Regions from separate parts of the Pan troglodytes genome. Here regions 1 and 3 are each linked to region 2. The links are chromatin contacts, called in public Hi-C maps. All regions are on one chromosome and are shown on one strand. The core of a region is the stretch at or near the end of the contact, and the rest is flanking DNA. Distances in the headings are between cores, read along the strand shown.

Region 1 (2,700 bases), core at 60-2,559, 190 kb after region 2:
CAGTGGGTAGGACTCAGTAGAGGAGAAAAACAGAGGCCGGGTAATCAGAGCCAAAAAGAATGAGATGCCATGTGATTGCAGGCTCCTCGAGTTCTAGTCTCTCAACACAGCAAGGGTGGGTGCAGCAAGGTGCCCCTGCATTCACTCATTTAGGGTGGGCCTCACTTCCTTCCCCTTCTTCCTGTGGACCTCTCCACCCTCCCCACCTACTCACTGCCCCGTCAGCCATAACGGTGTGGGCAGGGAAATAAACACAGACCCAAATCCATCCATGTATTGGCTTCAGAAAAATAAAAAGAAGAGATTTAAATCTGTGACCTAATCTGGGCTTGTGAACTAGTGGCATGTCCAAGTTATCCCTGTGATATTATATTAAATATTCTTGAGGAATTGGCCGTAAATTGACCATAATCCAAAACACCACCATGTTGAATGGAGGCAGAGATAATGCCTCTGGGAAATAGAGATTGAAGGGAATTCTGAGAGGTTTCTCTCAAGTCTTAGACCATTTCTTATGTCTTATTCACTGGCTGGGTGCTGTTTGATTCAGCAACCACTAACCACACATGGCTATGTCAATTTACATTAATTAAAATAAAGAAATATTAAACATTTATTTCTTCAGCCCACTAGCCACACTTCAAGCATCCAGGAGCCACACGTGGTGGGAAACTACCCTGTGGTACAGCACAGTGCAGGTCACTAACTTTTCCATCATCATAGATGTTTCTACGGCACGGCCATGATCTAAAAGTTTTAAAGTGTAATTTTTCAGCTTCGTAATGCTTGCAGGTACTTGGCCATTCTGTGCCATTAAATATGACAATATTAAAACATTTATATTGTTCCAGAAGATGTTTTAACAAGGTGATTATGTTAATTTTCAAGTGATTCTTAACATGAACAGTTACTTCAGGTTTACCAGTTTTTTCATGGGTTGATCAAGTATAAAGTTATTTGATCTGTTTTGGATACATATATAAAATATATATGTTGAATATTATATATATTTAAATATATTAAATTATATTTTATAAATATAATTTATAAAGTTTATGATCTATTAAAATATATTTTAAATATTTTTAAATGATATATTATAAATATATATGTAAAAATATATATAATGTATATATTATATTCATTTTGGGAAAGGGCTCCTTGTCCACCCTCTTGGAAACTGCACCCTCTCCTCTTGCCACTCTCTGCTGACTGCTCTGTTTTCTTCCTAGTTCCTTTCTCCCTCAACATGTGGATTAAGTCCTGCCCCCTGCCCCCACTAGCACGTCAGCTCTAGGAGGCAGGGATTGGGGCTTGTTGTCTGCGGAATCATCAGTGTCCTCGGCAACATCTGGAACGTCATAGGGGCTCAGTAAATGCTTTTGAATGCATAACTTTTATAAATCAGTAGAAGGTTGATTTTCTCAGTGAAATATTTAGGACATGACTCACCAAGCTGCTGAAGCCAACTACATTCAGGGCTTGTTTCAAAACAGCCAATTTCTCCCTGTTCAGAGAACGCTCCCCTGTGGATGCATCGTCCTGTATGGTCTGGTTCAAATACCTGTTAGGAGACAAGGCGCGTAACGTTATCGCCTGGCTTCCGGTCAGACTTCTGTGGTTAAAGGTCACTTCTGCCGTATTTGATCTCTAAAATGATGGGAATCACCTGGACATGGTGTCCCCACGTGTTTTCAAAGCATTTGGTGCATCACAGCACATGATATCTCAGGAAAGGAAAACATTAGTTCTTGTTGTACCAGGACATATTTACATTGCTTTACTCGGTTTTCGTCTTAGCTGCACCTTTCCTTGTGACAGGAGAAGGTCACAAGTGATTCATGTATTTTTTTTTTTTTTTTGAGATGGAGTTTCACTCTTGTCACCCAGGCTGGAGCACAGTGCACAGTCTTGGCTCACTGCAACCTCCACCTCCCAGGTTCAAGCGTTTCTCCTGCCTCAACCTCTTGAGTAGCTGGGATTACAGGTGCGTGCCACCACGCCCGGCTAATTTTTGTATTTTTAGTAGAGACGGGGTTTCACCATGTTGTTCAGGCTGGTCTCAAACTCCTGACCTTGTGATCCACCCACCTCAGCCTCCCAAAGTGCTGGGATTACAGGCGTGAGCCACCGCACCTGGCCGTGACTCATGAATTTCATACAAAAATTCAACAGGTTCTATCATATGGTTTGTAATTAATATTTGAACTAAAGATGCCTAATTTATAGTAAGTTATTATTTTTCCTTGTTGGTATTTTTCAATAATGAGATGGTTGTTTATGCCATTGATTTACTCCTTTCCCTCAACAAACATGTACGAATCACCTATCTAATACAGGCAATACCAAGCAGCTGAGAATGTGAAGGAAAAGGACTCAACAACAGCAAAATAAACTATCCAGGGGCACAGATAAGGGAGGTAGAATCAGAGAGATAGACTCTAGGTATAAGTGTGCAGGAAGGGGCTGCAACCAGAAGTAGGCAATGAGGAAACACAGTGGGGAAAAGCAGGCTATGATTCCAAGAATTTGCCAAGCAACTCCCAGGCTTTCAGGTTATCCCTGGAATAATTAGAACATGTACAAAGCAGAAAGAATTGGTCAAGCATGATGCATACAGGGAAAATATATCCATGTGTGCAAAATTGGAGCCTACAGCGAGATGAGCAAAGATTGATGAGATTGGAGAAGTAGCCAGGG
Region 2 (2,700 bases), core at 6-2,505:
TCATGCTCGTGAAGACTGAAATGGATTGATTGGTTTGAATACTTATTAAACTGCCTTAAGAATAAATGTTTTTTTCTTCCTAAAGAACATCTATGATAAAATATTTATAAATATTTAAATATATATTATTTAAATGGTTTGACATTGGTTTTCTTTTTTCTCTTTCTTTTTTTCTTTCTCTTTTTCTCTTTCTCTTTCTTTCTTTCTCTCTTCTTTCTTTCTTTCTGGGCAGTGTATTGCTCTGTGGTCTAACCTGGAGTGTAGTGGAGCAACCACGGCCACTGTAGCCTCCACCTCCCAGGCTCAAGCGATCTGCCCACCTCAGCCTCTCTAGTAGCTGGGACCGCAGGCGCATGCCACCATGCCTGGCTATTTTATTATCATTATTTTTTTTTTGTAGAGACAAGGCCTGGTTAGCTACTTTGCCAGGGCTAGTCCTGAACACCTGGGCTCAAGCGATCCTTCCACCTCAACCTCCCAAAGGGCTTGGATTATAGGCATGAACCACCATGCCTGGCTGATTTGACATTGGGATGCACTTAAAAATGATCCAGTGCCAGAGGAGGGAAATGGGCAGGAGTAGAGATGAAATAGGATGGGCCACAGAGAAGGTTCATTAATCTACTCTTTATACTTTTGTCTATGTTTGAAATTTTCCATAAGGAAAACTTGAAAAACAATTATTTTGTAAACAAATGGCCCTATGGAATAAAAGTATATTGTAAAAAAATTGTTTATAAAATACTCTCACTCCAAACTCATAATGTTCTTATTCAGAATATTTATGTAATCAAATAAAATATTTGAAATTAATAGTGACTTCCATTTAGCTTATGTGATCCTTATTAAGTAAAAATGCCACAAGAGCTAGTTCTATCAAATAGATTTGTATGTCAAACTGCTCTTTTATAGGTAAATTTTACCTCAAACAACTATTTAATAGCCACCTACTATATGCAAAGAAATACTGTACATTACAGCTTTTTTGTTGACATCATTTTTAGTACCTGTTTATAACTTATAAGCTAAGGATGCACTGTATCAGAATGTAATAAAACTGAATTTTTAAAAAATATTTTGAGTCTGATTTTCGTTAATTTGGCCTGGCTGTCTTCCACTTTCTTCTCCAGATTTCTGAGATGTACTGCATTTTTGTCAAGACCCTGTCTTCCTGATCTTTTTCAGTGAGTAGAGAATAACATGCTCATGTGATTTCACTTTATTCTGGATAAACTCAACCAGACGCTGAGATGCCATTCAGAGCAATGGAGCACCCTAGTGGCCAAAAGGAGCCAAGGACTCTCATTCACCATTTGAATCGGGTCTCATAGTTTTTGAAACCAAGCAACTAGAAATAATTAGCATAATAACATTAGCCACATCATCACATGAGATGGAAAAAAATGTTGTGAATTAATGGGATCTTTATGTCTAGAATGGAATAGACAATTAAACATTTAGTCAATATTAATTTTAAGGGCCAAGTAGCCTAGACACTGTATCCCAGAATTATACATACCCATCATCAGTATAAAGTTCATTTGGCATTCTTGAGTTTATGGGAAAATTCTCTTCAACTAAACTCTTATGACTATTTCTCGTTGCCCCTCAGTGAACAAATATTAATTTTAAAAGACTTTTTTTTTTTCTGTCTCTTTTTCTCTTGCTGTCTGAGCAGCATTGCATAGGTAGCTAGGGGAAGAGACTCTAGAGACAGAGTTACTGCACTCAAGTCATTCTCTGTCCCGCACGAGCACAGCAGCTTTGAGCAAGTAGATTAATCTCCCTGTGCCCCAGTTTTTCCACCTGTAAAATGGAGATAAGTGGAGCAGATGCCTTATAGTGTTGTGAGAATTAGATGATTCAGACAATGCCTGGCACAGTAAGCACTACAATTCCTTGCTGCAAATATTTCTTCTCAGACTGCAGTCACATCCATCATCTGCACAATCATATCTTTCTTATATGTGTGTCCACCACTCTTAGAATCTGCATGGTTTTGTATACTTCAAACTGCATATCCAAGAATCTATAGAAAATGAACTGGTTTGGGCAACATAGAATTTGTGAAATCCTACATATAAGGCTATGGAATAGTAATGGAGTAGAATTACGCAAGAAACAACCTTGCTTCCTATACACAACTCACTGTACATTATAGCACATTTTATTTCAACCAGAAATAACTAAAGTAGTGAATTACTGAGCAGTTTAATCTCCTCGATGTCACTGTTCCAAACAGCCAAGGAGAACATTTTGAACCCTTCTGCAAAATTTGTGCAATATTTTCTCCTATGAAAATTGAACAAAAAATGAACTTTAGTTAATTTAAGAACCCTGAAGGGTAAATTAGCCACACACTGTATTATTTGGTAAGAAAGCTATTTCATGGTGAAAATAAAAATGTCTTTAAGCATAAAGAAGGTAAAGTAAAAGATTTAAAACTTGAAATAAATTCCATAAAAGTCATTGAATTCATTCAGAAGAAAATGGATTACTAACCTCAGGATCAAACTGCGTAAACTTTAATAGTCATATAACCAGCCCCAGTGTTGAGCACCAGCACTGAATGCTTTTCCTTCCATAGCTTATGTTTAACCTCTCCTACATTCTAAAAGAATGGCCTGAACTATCCCATGAGAACATGACATCCGAACTTGTAAACTTATTCCCCTCATCACAGTCCATAAAGAATTATAC
Region 3 (2,700 bases), core at 3-2,502, 130 kb before region 2:
GGTGTGGTCCCCGGCCTGCTGAAACGAAGCGTGGGCCCCGCCTTTGTTCTTCCCCAGGACTTTTCTTGTGGGCTCACAGCACTTTGAATCTCAAATGAGCTGCCTAATTAATCTCCACAACTATCCTGTGAGACTTGTCCATTATCTTCACTTTGCAGATAGTAACAATTTATAGGACTTGGCTGAGGTCACAGGAAAATTAGCATCAGAGCCAGAATAAAATTCTGAGTTCCTAAACCCCTTTCCTCTTATCCTGTTCCCTAGACAACATCATTTCATCCTCTTGGTATAAAATTAGTAAGTGTGGCGGGGCCGTATTGCATCGTAATGAACTACTGTTTGGTACATGTGACCTAGAGGCTAAGGGCTTTTTTTTTTTTTTTTTTTAAATGCACAGTCTGAAAAGGTACTGAAACAATTATTTTTGGAATATGTCTTACAGAATGGCTTTTAGACGCCATGTGCCCATTCGTCTCCATGAAAGGAAGGTCATTTACACAACCCACTGAACATCTCCATGGCTCAGGTAGTCCTGTGCCAGGACCTAGAGAAGACGCTGACCCTCAGGTGTTTTCTTTTTTGCTAATAAAGTGTGGGTGAAATGTGTTGGACTTGGTGCATGCTGCAATAATTGCAAATGAGATGACCTGCACATGAATTTTCTTGGTGTGATTTTGTTTGATCTTTCTCGGTGTGGTTCTGTAATGGCAAGAGACATCTTCCTCTGCATCAGAGTATGAACCATCTTAAAAGGCATTGCACGGCTGAAGCGCAGGTCTGTATTTTTTAGAACTAGCTATTTGACAGGAAAGGGTGTAAATCTACGTTGTGTTAATTCAATTCCACAAGCATTCATTGAACACCATCTAATGACAAGCCAGTGCCAGGGGCCGTGAATGGGGCTGGAGGCAGACACATTCCCAGGGTGACTTTAGAGTGGCCTCTCCTGTGTGCTCATTTGGAAAATCAGAAGGAAGATGACGCAGGTTTGATTCTGTCCGGCTCAGATGTTCAAGAACATTGTGATCACTTCAGATAATGTTTATCTTATTTATGATGTTGCACTGACACAGACTGCTAAGGCTAAATTCCTACCCTGTCTGTTAACAAGTAAACAAGTCCTTAAGCGGATTATGGGAACTAACTAAGGAGTAATTAGAAGCATTTTGTAAAGTCACTAGAATGGAATCCCAGGGTGGACCCTTTAGGAGAGGGAGAGTTCTTTGATAATGCAAACACATTCTTTAGATTCCAGTTTCCAGTGTGGTTTCTGGGTGGCAAAGTGACAGGAGCTTGCTTTGGAGAAGTGGAGCTGGCCTTAGGAAGGCGTGTTTGACTCTATTGACAATTATCAATCAGGAGCTAGATCTGGGTAGGACAGTTAGAAACACTGACATAATTCTTACTTTGTTTTGTTGGCTTTAAGAATAAAAATTTTAACATACAGATGATTATTCTATACTTTCAGGCTTATTATCAACCTGTAGCACTCAAAAGCTTTCAATTATTGTTAAGATATTTGAGTTAAATATCAAAGTAATAGGCATTACTTACATTTAGAAAACTGCAACCAATAAGAGGCATTTCATTTGTCGTGCATTTAACTTTTGAGACATAATGAATAGTTTCCTAAAACTTTTCAAAGCTGAATGTTATGGAAGAAACATTCTCACCATAACTCTTAAAAATTGCATATCCTTACAAGTGAATACCATATCAAAATATGAGAATCATTTCAGATATTTATTAACTACTTAAAACTGACAAATGGTAAACAGAAATGTCATTTCTTTCATTAGTACAGAGAAAGCTCCCTCACTCCTCCCAAATATCTATTGTGATGAATTGGTTGATTATTTTAAACAATGTAGTTGCACAAATAGACATTAATGTGAATGATGATAGCATGTCACTTCTGAGGAATTGCATTTAGGAGGTATGTGTATGACAGCTTATGTGTAATCTTCAGGCTTGTATTTATGCCACAAGAAAATAGATTTTCTTCAATGATTCACTTCATCACAGGTGGCCTACCTACCTGAAAGACATCTTCATGCCAAAGTCGGATGACTTTCTCATGCACAACTAACCCATATTCCCATAGGAATTGAAGAAGGATATGACTAATCAGTTGAAAACAGTTCTTTCATTTGTTTAACATGTCAAACTCAGGAACAAGCCCCAAGGTTCAAGTTTTACTGAAAGACTTTTACCATAGTGCTTTTTTGACATTGAAAAGAAAAACAGAACAATAAAAATCAGAAAGTCAACAATTTTTTCAGTGAAGAGACTCACAGAGATTGAAGGTTCTCTGAAAACATTCAGGCCCATGCATCATTTTACATATGAGAAAACTGAAGTCCAGAGGTGACAAAATTTGGCAAATCTACATAGCTAAAATGAAACCAAACAGACTCGTCATCCTACTTGGTGCTGGAGGGAGGCTGCAATCTGGGGAACTTGTTATCCAGACATCCCAGCTGTAGAGTGTGCTACTACATAGATAAAGTCACTGTGGTTAGTGTCTAGCCTCAGCTTTAAAGTTCTGGAAAATCAAATTTGTCAATATTCCCATGGTTATTTAGAGTTAGGGAAACTAATATAAATTCCAAAATATTAATTTATAAAAGAAAATATTGTGACTTTTCATGTTCTCTATGTAGAACATGCCCATGATCTTCCATAATCATCCTTATGACA

The links. A called contact is a pair of places that touch in the nucleus more often than the background predicts.
Region 1: a contact with region 2 is called in a Hi-C map of stem cell-derived neural progenitor cells, with 4 times the contacts expected there. The contact joins two enhancer-like sites. A contact is called at or near these places in 2 of 7 Hi-C or Micro-C datasets (induced pluripotent stem cells and stem cell-derived neural progenitor cells) and 1 of 1 other capture datasets (stem cell-derived neural stem cells).
Region 3: a Hi-C map of stem cell-derived neural progenitor cells shows a contact between it and region 2, with 4 times the contacts expected there. The contact joins two enhancer-like sites. A contact is called at or near these places in 1 of 7 Hi-C or Micro-C datasets (stem cell-derived neural progenitor cells) and 1 of 1 other capture datasets (stem cell-derived neural stem cells).

Annotation. Positions count from the first base shown.
Region 1 is chr14:114,560,685-114,563,384 of NHGRI_mPanTro3-v2.0_pri, reverse strand. It overlaps MYO16 (myosin XVI), which reads right to left. Exons shown (of 35, transcript XM_054665553.2): 17 at 1,453-1,564. Among named protein-coding and RNA genes, the nearest start is that of MYO16, 460 kb to the right of the region's middle. Within about 2 kb of position 1,309, at least 5 of the 24 cell types and tissues checked have an H3K27ac peak or open chromatin away from gene starts, as enhancers often do. A contact at or near this core is called in stem cell-derived neural progenitor cells, where this site is marked.
Region 2 is chr14:114,748,541-114,751,240 of NHGRI_mPanTro3-v2.0_pri, reverse strand. The region is part of intron 32 of MYO16 (myosin XVI); the gene reads right to left. Among named protein-coding and RNA genes, the nearest start is that of IRS2, 650 kb to the left of the region's middle. Within about 2 kb of position 1,255, at least 1 of the 24 cell types and tissues checked has an H3K27ac peak or open chromatin away from gene starts, as enhancers often do. A contact at or near this core is called in stem cell-derived neural progenitor cells, where this site is marked.
Region 3 is chr14:114,877,188-114,879,887 of NHGRI_mPanTro3-v2.0_pri, reverse strand. No RefSeq gene overlaps it. Among named protein-coding and RNA genes, the nearest start is that of IRS2, 520 kb to the left of the region's middle. Within about 2 kb of position 1,252, at least 7 of the 24 cell types and tissues checked have an H3K27ac peak or open chromatin away from gene starts, as enhancers often do. A contact at or near this core is called in stem cell-derived neural progenitor cells, where this site is marked.